Linked DNA regions of Pan troglodytes: region 2 is linked to region 1. A link is a contact called in public capture Hi-C data. All regions are on one chromosome and are shown on one strand. The core of a region is the stretch at or near the end of the contact, and the rest is flanking DNA. Distances in the headings are between cores, read along the strand shown.

Region 1 (7,337 bases), core at 1,435-3,934:
GGGTCCTCACCAGTGCCAGGGCTATGACCCCAATGCCGAGCACTCGCAGTTGGAGTGTCAGGGTGGGGAAGTCAGGAGAACCAGCGTCCGGCCCTCTCAGCCCTCCACTCTCTCTTCCCACAGGGGTTCCAGGTCCAGCCCTGATTTCATCCTCCCTTCTCTGTCCACACCACGAGTGGCACATCCCACCTGCTGATTCCAGCTCCTGGCCCGCCTGGAACCCAGGCTGTAAACAAGCAGGGAGAGGGGGTGGGGTGGGGTGAGAGTGTGTGGGGTAAGGACATTCAGAATAAATATCTGCTGCTCTGCTCACCAATTGCTGCTGGCAGCCTCTCCCATCCTCACTGGCTCTGTTTCCCTTTGTGCTTTCTGGGAGGCCCCATAGGCAGCCAGTGCCTGCCAGCCTGCCCTTTGGACTCTTGGCATTTTGCTGTTTTCTCAAATTCTCTGGAAGAAAGAGGGAAGGACCTGCTATCTGTAGCCCTCCCACGAACCTGGTAGTGAGGTATGCCTGGATCACTATCCCCATTTCACAGACAAGGAAACAGAGACCAAGGGAGAGTCAGTGACTTACCCAAGGTTACAGAACAAGCAAGTGGCAAAGCTTGAATTTGACCCTGGCACTTCTGCCTCCACCCTGCCTTCTACAGGGTTGAGGGGTTCTGGAAGCAGGAAATCCAGACCCTTACCTGTAGATTTCTTTGGCACCTCAAGATTCCCTGGAGGGAGAGTCCCTCTGTCTGTTGTGTTTGGAGAGAAGCCAATCTAGATATGGAGAGCGAGGCCGGGCGTGGTGGCTTACGCCTGTAATCCCAGCACTTTGGGAGGCCAAAACAGGCAGATCACTTGAGGTCAGTAGTTCGAGACCAGTCTGGCCAACATAGTGAAACCCCATCTCTACTAAAAATACAAAAATTAGCCAGGCATGGTGGCACATACCTGTAATCCCTGCTACTCGGGAGGCTGAGGCAGGAGAATCACTTGAACCCAGGAGGTGGAGTTGCAGTGAGCCGAGATCACACCACTGCATTCCAGCCTGGGTGACAGAGCAAAACTCTGTCTCAAAAAAAAAAAAAAAAAAAAAAGATATGGAAAGAGGGAGGTTGGAATGCGGGTCCCGGAATGCTCTAGGCTCAAGGACTACCCCCTGCCTTGCTGAGCTCCTCCAGAGATGGGCAGGGGTGCAGAGGACACAGCACAGCCTGGGACCCTTGTTGGGCTGAGTGGTGCTAGCACAGCTTGACCCCACATGAGCTCGGAAGAGCTCAGCTGGCCATGAGAAGGCCTGAGCCTGTTTTTCCCAGGTGGACACAACCAAATGGGGCCAATTCTGCCCCGATCACTGCCATCTGGCCATATCCAGGCTCATATACTCCCACTCCCACGTGAGGACAGGCCAGGGACTCAGCCTGAGAGGGGCCCGGCTAAAAGAGGGACAGCTGGCAAGGCCCTCCCCTAGTGGCAACTCCGAGAGAACACAGACAAGGGCTGGCATCACCACTCCAGCCTCCTTCTCCTTTTCCTCTGCTGGGAGGCCCTGGCTCCCACATCCACACAACTAGCCCCTCACTGCAGGTTCTGTCTTTGCCCAAAGGGCACCTCCTCAGAGAGGCCTTCCCTGTCCCCGCTGTGGTCCCACTGCGGTCCCACTGCCTGCCCTGCGAGGCCTTCCTGCTCTCTGAGAGGATTTGCGCTGTCTCGGCTCACATATTCCGAGTCCTCTTCCGCACTAGAACATACAATTCTTTCAGCCTGCAGCAGGTGCAGTGCCTGCACACAGTGAGTGCTCAGGAAGGATGTTCTGAAGGAAGGCATGAAAGGACACCATGTGTCTGGGTTTGCTCAGCGTTCTTTCTTTTAGAGCCAGGGTCTCACTACATTGCCCACGCTGGTCCCGAACTCCTGGCCTCAAGTGGTCCTCTTGCCTCAGCCTCCTGAGTAGCTGGGATGACCGCTGTGAGCTACCGTTCCTGTGCTCAGTGTTCTTAAGGAGGTTGCTCCCCTTCTCAGGGCACAGGGGTTGAGCAAGGCCATGGCTAAAGCTTCTTCCATTATCTCCTGAGCCTCCCTGTACCCATTAGTTAGTCAATCAACTCATCAAACACTGGTTTCGTGAGCATCTGCTGAGGCAGGCTGAGGTGTAGTGTACGTGCTTAATAATTGCCTGTTGAATGACTAGCTCTTTAGGTGCCCACGCCATAACCAAACGGGTTCTTTGACTAGCGGGTGCCTCTGGCTTCTCCTTGGCTATTTCTTTCTTTCTCCTGAAGGAAACCAGGAGTTGCGCAGACCGGAGGCTCCAGCAGCCAGCCTGCTGTCTGGGGTGGCTCCTTGATCCCTGCTCCCTTGAGGAAGAGGCTGCCCACCCCTCATCTCTGGGCTCGCCCCCTGCAGCCAGGCAGCTCTTGGGCCTCCTGTGCTCTTCCTGTGCTGGCCAGGGCTGGGAGAGTGCAAGGCCAGCTCCTCACTTCCCGGCTTTGCCTTGGGGTCTTGGCAGCGCCTTTCTCTCTGCTCAGCTCCAAAGAGCACACGGGAGCCTGGCTGCCGGCCTGAGAGGAAGCGGCCCAGACAAGTAGCTGGGAGGATGGCGTGCCTGCAGAAGACGCTGAGCCCTGCCTGGGCACACACGTCCAGAGGCCCCCGGCAGCATGCCGGGAGGGCACAGACATACTTAGCGCCTCCCCACTGGGCAACAGCTCCTCCCTGGCGTGCAAGATTCCAGCCAGCAGTCAAGCTCCACCCCCCACAGCCCAGGACAAAGAAGGGCAGCCGCCCCCACCGCCACCTCCACCGGGAGACTTGGCCCAGCTGCACACTCTGCTCCACCCCTGCCTCCTCCAGTCCCATGATGGCATTGCCCCTGTTACCCAGTGGGTGGCCTCCACCTTCCTTCTAAACACAGCACCCACACGTGGCCTGACGCTCAGACATTCCCTCACCACCTCTCTATCAGCCAGACCTGGTGACTCAAGGCGCCACCTAGGGCCGGCCTCAGCCCCCTGCTGCACGCTGCCCCGGAGCAGGACTGGAATCATGATCCTGCCACACAACAGCTGGCTCAGCCAGCTGAGGGTTAGTTTACTTATAAGATGATCATCATAACCGCCTTGGGGCTGTTGTGAGAATTTGTGGGAACTGGACACTCTGGCAGCTCCCAAGGATGGACACATTATTGCATGCAAGCACACACAATCCCCCAAGGCCAGAGGTCCCTGGGGTCTCCCTGGCCCCTAAGATTCAGGCTAAATGAACTCCATTTCCACCTGCACCTTGTAAAAAGTTCAATCTCTCCCTGTGAATTGGGAGTGGAAGCCTAAATTTGTATGATCTTTGGTACGGAACTGCTGCCTAGAGCTGCACCATCGAGTACAGCAGCCTCAGGCCATGTGGCTAGTGAGCACTTAAGATGTGGCTAGTCCAAACTGAGATGTACCTCAGTGTAATGGTGAAACGATCGGATTTGGGGATACATTAGGTTAAATAAAAGACATTGCTAAAATTAGTTTTACCTGTAGATACTTATTTATTCTTTTGAGATGAGGTCTCATTATGTTGCCCAGGCTGGAGTGCAGTGGCATGATCATAGCTTACTGTTACCTCAAACTCAAGTGATCTTCCTGCCTCAGCCACCAAGTAGCTAGGATTACAGGCACTCACCACCATATCTGGCTAATTTTTACAATTTTTTTTGTAGAGATAGGGTCTCGCTGTGTTGCCCAGGCTGGTCTCAAACTCCTGGCCTCAAGGGATCCTCCTGCATCAGCCTCCCGAGTAGCTAGGACATGCACTACAGCACCAGCCTTTTTATCTTTTTTTTTTTTTTCAGATGGAGTCTTGCTCCATTGCCCAGGCTGGAGTGCAGTGGCGCTATCCTGGCTCACTGCAACCTCCACCTCCCTGGTTCAAGCAATTTCCCTGCCTCAGCCTCCCGAGTAGCTGGGACTACAGGCGCACACCACCAGGCCCAGCTAATTTTTTTTTTGTATTTTTAGTAGAGACAGGATTTCACCATGTTGGCCAGACTGGTCACAAACTCCTGACCTCAGGCAATACGCCCGCCTCGGCCTCCCAAAGTGCTGGGATTACAGGCGTGAGCCACCGCCCCCAGCCCTTTTTATCTTTTTTTAAATGGCTGCTAGATCATGAAAAATTACATCCGCGCCTTGGGTTGTATCTTTATTGGGCTGTGCTGGTTTCATGGCTCTTCCTGTATCTCCATCCCAGATTAACTCACACCCAGAACTCAGCCCCTTTCCCTGCTTTCTACAGAACACCTGCTCTCCTAGGCCTCCGTGAACTCAGCAGCGAAGCCCTGGCATGCGGGCAGAGTTTGCCCCACAGCAGTGAATTCATCCAGAACTTGCACATGTATGTGGCCTCCCTCTCTAAAATGTTTTAGTCCCCATCATGGTTCTCTGTCCCTTCTCATTCAGTACCCCCTTCCCAGTTCCTCCCACTGTCTTTTGCAGAGAAAATCCCACTTTCTCCAGCATTAGCATGTGCCAAACTCACCTCCCTCCTGGCCTTGCCTTGCACATCCTCTGCAAAGGGTTGAAATCTCTGCATGGGGAGGGCCTGCCACCCTCCTGGACAAGAGCCCTCCTGCTTCCAGGATCTTGCCTCCCTGACTATGGACATGCCCACGGCCTGACTTGATACCCTCTGGAGCACACATAGGGGAAGGGGACAGGGAGACTCAGCCTTCCCAGCACCAGGGCTCCCACTGGCTGGGGGACTTCAGGAGAGTGGTCTCCTCCCACACCGAGCCCCCACTAATTTTTCCCACACTCCTCTCTGCTCCCCCGCCCCATTCATCCATATCACACAGACAGACCCTCCTATGCCCTCTGTCATGCCCCTGTACACATATGTCCCAAATGCCACAGTCCATGCGTTCTCACAGTTCACACAGGGTTGCTTTCACTGCCAAACGTGTGGGGAAGCTGCCCTCATCATGCACAGATGCCCGCCCACCCCAACCCACACACGTACATGTGTATAGGCCCCTGTGAACACAGATACATTTATTTGTGCACAGGTAGGTGGGCACAGACAGTGAGACACATTCTCATCACCAGGCACCCCCAGGAGACAGAGACCCCTTGGTGGCACTCACCTTGCTCCCTCAGACGCCATCGCAGGCCTCCTCGTGTGGACGCTGGGCTTGACGGCAGCCTCGCATTCTCTCCCACGCGGCCCACGCTCACGCCTGCTCCACACACAGTCTCCTCACCCCAGCCGGCAAGCTTTCTTGCAACCCCTCTCCTCCTCCACCCACCCAGCTCTGTCATTGGAGAAAGTCTGGGAAGCTGAGAGTTAAGGTGCTGGGAAAAAAAAAAAAAAAAAAAGGAGGGAAAAATCTACCGTATTCCGGTGATAGAAAATCCTGCCAGGAGATGGGGCTTAGGTCCCAAAAGGGACCCAGGATTCTGAGATTGCAGCAGAAATTAAAAATCCAAATGAAGCCTCCTCCCTTTCTAAAATTTTCCATCTGGGCTTGACTGAAAAATCAGCCAAAAATCAGGAGCCTGGTCCTTCTCACAGAGAAGACAAAGGTGAGTCTGACAGAGCGGCAGGCTCTGTGACACCCTGCAGGAGATAGTGAGGGTCTCGGGGAGCGGGTCTGGGTGGCTGTATTTAGGGCGGCTGTGATGTCAGCGGAAAGGAGGGTTTGAGTTGGGAATGTGGCACAATGGCCCCTTTGTCCCCCTCCTCTCCTGTTCTGTACACACTGAAACCACACACCGGCCCCACACCACGTGATGCAGGCTGAGAGCTGCCCATGAGGCACTGCCACACAAGGCTGCCCCCGCTGCAGCCCTGACCCACAGTGCATGTGTCCACATACATGCCCACGCGTGTGCACACACACCCACATACCCACATGTAGATTTGTACAGAGGTGACAAGAGGCATATTCACTCCTTTGCCTACAGCTCTGCTGCCCCATATGGTAACCCTTATCCCACATATAGTTAGTAAAACTAATTGCAATTCAGTAAAAGTGGAAACTGCATTCCTCAGTCACACTAACTGCATCTCACATGCTCAACAGCTGCATGTGGTTAGCGGCTACCGCACTGGGCGGTGCAGCTCTAGGACATGTCTGTTGCTGCAGAAAGCCCTGCCCTGCGCCCTCCGTTGCTGTCTGCTCCCCCATGGGCCTTCCACTTGCTCTTCCTCTCACACTCGCTCACTCCTGTGCACCAAGCACACAGCGCCATGCTCTCACCTAATCGGTGGCCTCTCTAGCTCAGTCTCTCTCTCTTTAGTCTCCCCAGTACCTAAGCACAGACTCTGCCTAGCCCTGCATTGCAACACCTGGCCTCTAGTCTGGAGGGAATAACAGGATGGAAACATGACCACATCCACAATCCTAGGATGAAGGACCGAGGGGAGCTATGTGGATCTGGAGAGTTTTGGAAACTCAGAGGGGCTGAGCTCAGGCTGGGTTGGGCAAGGGAATGGGAAGAGAATGAGACATTTGAGCATGGCCCGGACAGTAGGGTGTTGAGCATGCAGAGAGAAAGGACATCTAGAAGGCCTGGAAGTGGGGAAATGCAGTGCATTTGTGAGAACTGTTGGCCACCCTTTTTGGTTGGTGTGACAGATGTGGGCAGGGGAGGGGACAGTGAGCCTGGGCAGGTGGGTAGTGCCCAGGTAGAGCCTTGGATGCCAGGCTCAGGATGTCCCTGGGTCCCCCACGAGGGCAGATGGGGATGTGGCCTGGACTGCCAGGGTCCTAAAGTCCCAGAGGTCCAAGTGGACACGGTTTCCTGGGCAGCATGGCAGGCATCACCAAGCAATCAACACATTGATCAAGAGATGGAGCCTGGTGCTGTGGCTCATGTCCGCAATCCCAGCACTTTGAGAGGCTGAGGCAGGTGGATCACTTGAGGCCAGGAGTTCGAGACCAGCCTGGCTAACATGGTAAAACCCTGACTCTACTAAAAATATAAAAATTAGCTGGGCGTGGTAGTGCATGGCTGTCATCCCAGTTACTTGGGAGGCTGAGGCACGAGAATCGCTTGAACCTGGGAGGCGGAGGTTGCAGTGAGCTGAGACTGCGCCACCGCACTCCAGCCTGGGTGACAGAGTGAGACTCTGTCTCAAAAAAAAGAGAGAAAGAGAGATGGATAGGCATCACACAACTTTGGGTAATTTGCATATGAATAAGCCTTCATTTATATGCCATCATTCTTATCCTCTGTACACTGATTCCCTTTCTACACTGTCCTAAGTGTGGTAGAAGTGCTAATGATGAATTATTGAAGGCCATAATGAACGGCCATGAATACTTAATGACACCACGATATTAGTATTGCTGATGGATGGTA
Region 2 (7,337 bases), core at 2,521-5,020, 120 kb after region 1:
AATAAAGACTAGAAAAGATCAATGAAACTGAGTTGGTTTTGTTTTCTGTGACAGAGTCTCAAAAAAAAGAGTGCAGTGGTACAATTTCAGCTCACTGCAATCTCCGCCTTCTGGGTTCAAGGGATTTTCCTGCCTCAGCCTCCTAAGTAGCTGGGATTACAGGCACCTGTCACTATGTCCGGCTAATTTTTGTATTTTTAGTAGAGACAAGGTGTCGCCATGCTGGCCAGGCTGGTCTCAAACTCCTGACCTCAAGTGATCTGCCCACCTTGGCCTCTCAAAGTGCTGGGATTACAGGCGTGAGCCACCGGGGCCTGGCCAAGTTGCGTGTTTGAAACAGTAAACAAAATGGACACATTCTAAGCTAGACTAACTAAGGAAAGCAAAAGTGATTTGTCTGGGAGAGGCATTGGTTTGTGCGACCAGACCTCTGCATTATAATGCAGAGGGCCCTGGAAGTCTAAGCATTCCTAAGGAGTTGTGACGAGCCTGTCTTTCCATGTGCCTGCCACCTGTCCTGCCTGGGTCCATCATGTATCTGTCAGCGGACTCACCTTGTGCCTTCACATTCCCGGGGCATGTCTGGGACATCCTGTCACTTAGTCTATGTGTGTCTACATGTGCCATTACATGTTCCCCTCAAAGCTCTGCTGTGTTTCTGTCCAGTGCCTGCCACATGTCCCCCACATGTCAGCTGTATGTTCACATATGAATTCCACGTGTATTTTATTTATCCATGGAGTAATATTGCTGTCATAGGTCCTGCATATTTTGACATGTAACTGTCAAGTTAACTCATGTATCCATTCATTCATTCATTCATTTATTATTGAGTTCCTAGTATGTGGCACTGTTTTAGGCTCTGTGGATACAACAGTGAATAAAACAGAAAAAAATACTGTCTTCACAGAGCCTGCATTCAAGACAATAAATATCATAACAGTAACAATATAGTAGAGGCCAGTAATCCCACACTTTGGGAGGCTAAGGTAGGCAGATTGCTTGAGTTCAGGAGTTTGAGGCCAGCCTAGGCAACCTGGCAAAACCCTGTCTCTACCAAAAATACAAAAAAGTAACCGGGCATGGTGGGGTGCGTCTGCGGTCCCAGCTACTTGGGAGGCTGAGGTGGTACGATCACTTGAACCTGGGAGGTAGAGGTTGCAGTGAGCCGAGATCATGCCACTGCATTCCAGCCTGGATGACAGAGTGAGACTTCTGTCTCAAAACAAAACGAAACAATATAGTAAACATAGAAATAAATTAACAAGCATAATAAACAAATTATATAGTATGTCAGAAGGTGATGAGTGCCACAGAAAAAAATGGGGGAAAACAAGGGAGATCAGAGGTGCGGGAAATATATTACAGTGCCCTTGTGAAAATTTAAAAGAAACAAAAAGAGTAGCAGGCAGAGTGGATACAGTTGTAAACAGGAAGTCAGGGTAGTCCCCTTGAAAAGTTGTCTGAGAGAAGACTTGAAGGCAGTAGATGAAGTGAGCCTTGAAGATATGGAGGAAACGCATCTAGGCAGAGCAACAGCAGGTATGGAAGCCAGAGGCAGCAGCTTGTCTGGTATGTTGGAAGAATGTGGAAGCCAGTGTGGCTGGAGTGGAGTAAATTGTAAGAAGTCAAACAGGGCCTGGTGCGGTGGCTCACACCTGTAATCCCAGCACTTTGGGAGGCTGAGGTGAATGGATTGCTTGAGCCCAGGAGTTCAAGACCAGCTTGGGCAACATAGTGAAACGTCAACTCTACAAAAAATAGAAAAATTAGCCAGTATGGTGGCGTGCACCTGTAGTCCCAGCTACTCAAGAGGCTGAGGTGGGAGGATTGCTTGAACCTAGAAGGCAGAGGTTGCAGTGAGCCAAGAACACACCACCGCACTCCAGCCTGGGCAACAGAGTGAAACCCTGTCCAAAAACAAGTAAATTAAAGAAGACAAACAGGACTTGAATCAGTTTATCTTGGCCTCAATGAATTTCAAGTTTCCAGTTTTCCTCCACCTTTAATATGGTTTAGCATAAACCCGTCTGTGGACGACTGTCCTGGAAACTATTGACCACTGTGGTCTCAGGCCATTTTCAACTACTCTGAGTTTAATCTCAAGAAAAACAAAAACAAACCCATCTCAATGTAAATAGGAGTAGGGCAGCTGGGTCAGAAAATGAAAATTTTCTCCCAGGGGAGGGAGAAGGGTAGGGGAAAGAATTCAGGCTTAGAGTCCCAGCTCTGCCATTTAACAAGCTGAGTGACAGTGGTCACTGTGCCAGCCTCACTGAATCTCTTTCCATGTATGGAAAATGAGGTGAGACCCCCACAGGGATGTGAGCATAGAATGCAAAATAAACATTCAGCCCCCAGCCCAAGTCTGACTCTCAGGACAGCTCAGTCTGCAGCCACTGCCTCCCTTCTTGGGCCTGAATGCCCAGTGTACTTCCCCTTTGACCTTCATTGTCTTGAAACTATACACTTAGCACCTGAGAGTCAGCTCAGGTGGCAGGTAAAATCTTTGCATAGTTTCTGATGTAATTTTTTTTTTTTTGAGACAGAGTCCCGCTATGTCACCAGGCTGGAGTGCAATGGCATGATCTCAGCTTACTGCAACCTCCACCTCCTGGGTTCAAGTGATTCTCCTGCCTCAGCCTCCCGAGTAGCTGGGACTACAGGCGTGCGCCACCAATCCCAGCTAATTTTTGTATTTTTAGTAGAGACAGGGTTTCACCATGTTGGCCAGGGTGGTCTCGATCTCTTGACCTCATTATCCACCCGCCTCAGCCTCTCAAAGTGTTGAGATTACAGGCGTGAGCCACCATGCCTGGCCTCTGATGTATTTTTTATCCTGAATTCTCCCATATAGCATAGGGCTTCAATTCTTGGGGAGAAAAAAGCTGGAGTTGAAATCCTAAAGAAATAAGAATGTGAATCTGAATTGGTATGGTTCATCTTGTAACTGATTTAATGGACACTGGAAACGTTTACAAGTGCCTACCTGTCACCCGGAGTCGGTGGGTGGCCGCCCTCTGGGACTCCTTGTCTTCTGCTGCCATCGCCTGGAGGCAAGAGGGACTGCAGGAACACAGAGGGACAGAGGCCCACAAAGGTGGGAGCAGCAGGGGCTCAGCCCCCTGGGGCAACTAAGGCCACCCTGGGGAGGCCAGTGGCTCACCTCTCATGAAAAGGCAGGTGGAGTGACTTGAAAGGCTGGTTTCCTGGCTGAGCATGGTGGATCACGCCTGTAATCCCAGCACTTTGGGGGACTGAGGTGGGAGGATCGCTTGAGCCCAGTAGTTGACCAGCCTGGGCAACAAAGCAAGCCCCCCATCTCTACTAAAAATTAGCCAGGCATAGTGGTGTGTGCCTTTGATCCTAGCTATGTGAAAGGCTGAGGCAGGAGGATCGCTTGTGTCCAGGAGGTTGAGGTTGCAGAGCTGTGTTTGAGCCACTGCATTCTAGCCTGGGTGACATCGAGACCCTATCTCAAAAAAAAAAAAAAAAGAAAGAAAAGCTGGTTTCCTGGCACATTAGTGGCCAAGAAGGCTCAATGACAAAGCAGGGAGTTTTAACGACTACAGCTCTAGTCTCACCTTCTACAAAAGAGGAAACTAAGAGCCCTGCACTGTGGTGGAGTGTTTTTCCCAAGGCAGAGCTACACTGCTTCCCAAGGCAGGATGTGGCTTAGGGACAAAGTCACATTCGAAGGCAGGCCCCGAGGCCTGATTCCAGGGTTGCTTTATAGCACCGCTCAAAGTGTTGTCCTTGGACCAGCAGCCTCAGGTCAGCTGGGAGCTTGTTAGAAATACAGGATTGCAGACCCCGCTGGCAACCTACGGACACAGACTCCGCACTTTACCAGATCCCCCAGGAAATCCGGACGCCAGTCAGAGCCAGTGCGAGGGACTGGTTTAGAACACACTGCCTCTCAATGTTTTTAGGAGGGCACATGAAGATAGTTTTATTTCCCCAAGTGGAAATCACAGTATTGTTTATTCCTTTTTTTTTTTTTTTTTTTTTTTGAGATGGAGCTCTGTTGCCCAGGGTGGATTGCAGTGGTGCAATCTCTGCTTACTGCAACCTCCACCTCCCAGGTTCAAGGGATTATCTTGCCTCAGCCTCCCAAGCAGCTGGGAATACAGGCACCCGCCACCACACCTGGCCAATTTTTTTTTTTTTTAAGTAGAGACGAGGTTTCACCATGTTGGCCAGGCTGGTCTTGAACTCCTGACCTCAGGTGATTTGCCCACCTCAGCCTCCCAAAGTGCTGGGATTACAGGTGTGAGCCACTGCCCCTGGCCAGCATTGTTTATTCTTGGTTATAGTAGTTCTGCATGCTCACTATAAAAAAATCAGACAATATAGGATAATTTAAAGAAGAAAGCAATAAATATTGTGTTGTGTAAATATCCTTCTGGACATTTTCTATACACACACACTTTTTTTTTTTTTTTAGATGGAGTCTCGCTCTGTTGCCCAGGCTGGAATGCAGTGGGGTGATCTCAGCTCACTGCAACTTCTGCTTCCTGAGTTCAAGCAAGTCTCCTGCCTCACCCTTCCAAGTAGCTGGGATTACAGGCATGCACCACCACACCCGGCTAATTTTTGTATTTTTAGTAGAGACGGGGTTTCTCCATGTTGGCCAGGCTGGTCTTGAACTCCTGACTTCAGATGATCTGCCCACCTTGGCCTCCCAAAGTACTAGGATTACAAGCGTGAGCCACCGTGCCTGGCCCACAACATTTTTACAAAAATCAGATTATGTGTGTATCCTCCATATTGTCTTGTCGCCTTTTCTTTCTCTTCCTTTTTTTTTTTCTGAGACAGGATCTTGCTCTGTTGCCCGGGCTGGAGCGCAGTGGCATGATCACAGCTCACTGCAGATTCAACCTCCTGGGCTCAAGCAATCCTATCTCAGGGTCCTGAGTAGCGGGGACTACCGGGGTGTGTGTGTGTGTACATATATATATTATATGTATACATGTGTGTACATATATATATTATATGTATACATGTGTGTACATATACACACACATATAAATATATATACATATATAGATTGTATATATATATTTTTTTATTTTGTAGAGATGAGGGTCTCACTATGTTGTCTAGGTTAGTCTTGAACCCCTGGGCTCAAGTGATCCTCCCACCTTCACCTCCCAAAGTGATGGGATTTCTGGCATGAGCCACCACACCTGGCCAGCCTTGGATATGATTTCTCTCTTTTTTTTTTTTTTTTTTTTTTGAGACGGAGTCTTTGCTCTGTCGCTCAGGCTGGAGTGCAGTGCTGCAATCTTGTCTCACTGCAGCCTCCGCTCCCTGGGTCAAGTGATTCTCCTGCCTCAGCCTCCTGAGTAGCTGGGATCATAGGTGCACCACAACACGCCTGGCTAATTTGTTTTGTTTGTTTGTTTTGTTTCTGTTTTTGTATTTTTAGTAGAGACTCATGCAACTGCAGCTGCTTGGGTCACTCAGGAGCCCTCATGACCGTCACCCACCCCTTTTCCCTGCCTGGAATTCTCTGCTCACCCACTCCACCCCTCCCTCCACCCTCACCCAGTAATTCCTATCTGCGTTTAGGCTTGGCCTGAAATGTCAGCTCCTGGGGAGGCCTGGGAACACTGAGGCTGGATCCCCTTGGCATTCACTCCTCTAGTGCCCTTTCTTTTCTCCTTTGGAGACATTTATCACAAATTCATGAAGTTTCCACTTGAATAAGAATTTGTTTATGTCTTTCTTGTCCTTGAAAGCAGGGCGTGTGTGTCTCTGGGCTTAGGGACCCCTCTGTGCCTCACACTTTGTACAGGGCCTGACACATAGCAGATGCTCAGAACATGCTTGTGACAGGATGAAATGAAGGGGTGGATGTTGCGGGTCCTCAGTGCACACTCGGCTTGGGTTTCTACTTGATCGTGTCAATCAAGCTCAGATTCAGAGCTGCTGGGGAACTGAAGGTCTCTTTGGGGGCACTGCCTCTCAGCAACACTATTGCACAGAGGGATTTTCTGATTACAGCACCAGAAAGAGCTCACCCCAGGTCTGGTACACACAAAGCACTCTGCAGGCCAGGTGTGGTGACTCACGCTTGTAATCCCAGCACTTTGGGGAGTTGAGGTGGGCAGATCACCTGAGGTCAGGAGTTTGAGACCAGCCTGGCCAACATGGTGAAATCTCCTCTCTACTTAAATACAAAAAATTAACCAGGTGTGGTGGCATGTGCCTGTAGTCCCACCTGCTCGGGAGGCTGAGGCAGGAGAATTGCTTCAACCTGGGAGGCAGAAATTGCAGTGAACCGAGATCACTCCACTCCACTCCAGCCTGGGCAACAGAGCAAGACTCTGTCTCAAAAAAAAAAAAAGAAGAAAGAAAGAGAGAGAGGGAAAGAAAGAAAGAAAGGAAGGAAGGAAGGAAGGAAGGAAGGGAAGGAAGGAAAGAGGAAAAGAAAAAAGAAAGCACTATCTGGAATAGCAGCTCCTTGGTGGTGGTGTGGAGGCTGGCACGGGTGTGCCCCCACTTGCTCCAGCTTGTAACACCCTCAAGTTTCCATGTGTCTTTGCCTCTTTCCAGACAGGCCACACTGAACAGCACATAACAGCACATATTCCAAACACAAGCAGGGAGGTGGTGCTGTAGGGTGACTTCATGGTTTACTAAACATGGACAGAGAACTACTAATGTGCCAGGTACTGTTCTGACCCTAGGTCCACAGAGATGGTGAAGACAGAAACTCTATCACAGTCGCTCACAGCCTAGAAGCAAGGAGACCAGTCAGTACAATGCAGTGGAATGCATGTCATGGTAGCGGTGAGTTCAATGCCAGGAGTAGGGGGACCACAGAGGCAGTGAGTGCCTCTGTAGTGAGCAGAGGCCACACCCTTCCAATGTTTTTTGTTGTCGTTGTTTTGTTTTTTTTTGAGACAGAGTCTCATTCTCTTACCCAGGCTGCTGGAATGCAGTGGTGCCATCTCCACTCACTGCAATCTCCACCTCCTAAGTTCAAGCAATTCTCATGCCTCAGCCTCTTGAGTAGCTGGGATTACAGGTGTGTGCCACCACGGTCAGCTAATTTTTATATTTTTCGCAGAAACAGTGTTTCACCATGTTGGCCAGGCTGGTCTCGAACTCCTGACCTTGGGTGATTTGCCCACCTTGGCCTCCCAAAGTGTTGGGATTACAGGCGTGAGCCACTGCGCCCGGCCAGCCCTCTTAAAATCCATCCACACGTTCCCATATCTCTTGAAATAAAATAATTTTTAAAAAGGTGTCCAAGGTCTGGGATGGTCTGGCCTCTCCCAACACCCACACCCTCACCTCCCAGCCTTGTCCTCTCGCTCTCTGTATCC

The links. Capture Hi-C pulls out chosen DNA fragments and counts their contacts.
Region 2: a capture Hi-C map of stem cell-derived neural stem cells shows a contact between it and region 1, with 7 times the contacts expected there. The contact joins two enhancer-like sites. A contact is called at or near these places in 4 of 7 Hi-C or Micro-C datasets (blood, induced pluripotent stem cells and stem cell-derived neural progenitor cells) and 1 of 1 other capture datasets (stem cell-derived neural stem cells).

What each region holds. Positions count from the first base shown.
Region 1 is chr19:63,317,652-63,324,988 of NHGRI_mPanTro3-v2.0_pri, forward strand. It overlaps SGCA (sarcoglycan alpha), which reads left to right. Exons shown (of 8, transcript XM_054671152.2): 8 at 124-342. Among named protein-coding and RNA genes, the nearest start is that of H1-9, 7.1 kb to the left of the region's middle. Within about 2 kb of position 2,685, at least 13 of the 24 cell types and tissues checked have an H3K27ac peak or open chromatin away from gene starts, as enhancers often do. A contact at or near this core is called in stem cell-derived neural stem cells, where this site is marked.
Region 2 is chr19:63,436,926-63,444,262 of NHGRI_mPanTro3-v2.0_pri, forward strand. No RefSeq gene overlaps it. Among named protein-coding and RNA genes, the nearest start is that of TMEM92, 27 kb to the left of the region's middle. Within about 2 kb of position 3,771, at least 1 of the 24 cell types and tissues checked has an H3K27ac peak or open chromatin away from gene starts, as enhancers often do. A contact at or near this core is called in stem cell-derived neural stem cells, where this site is marked.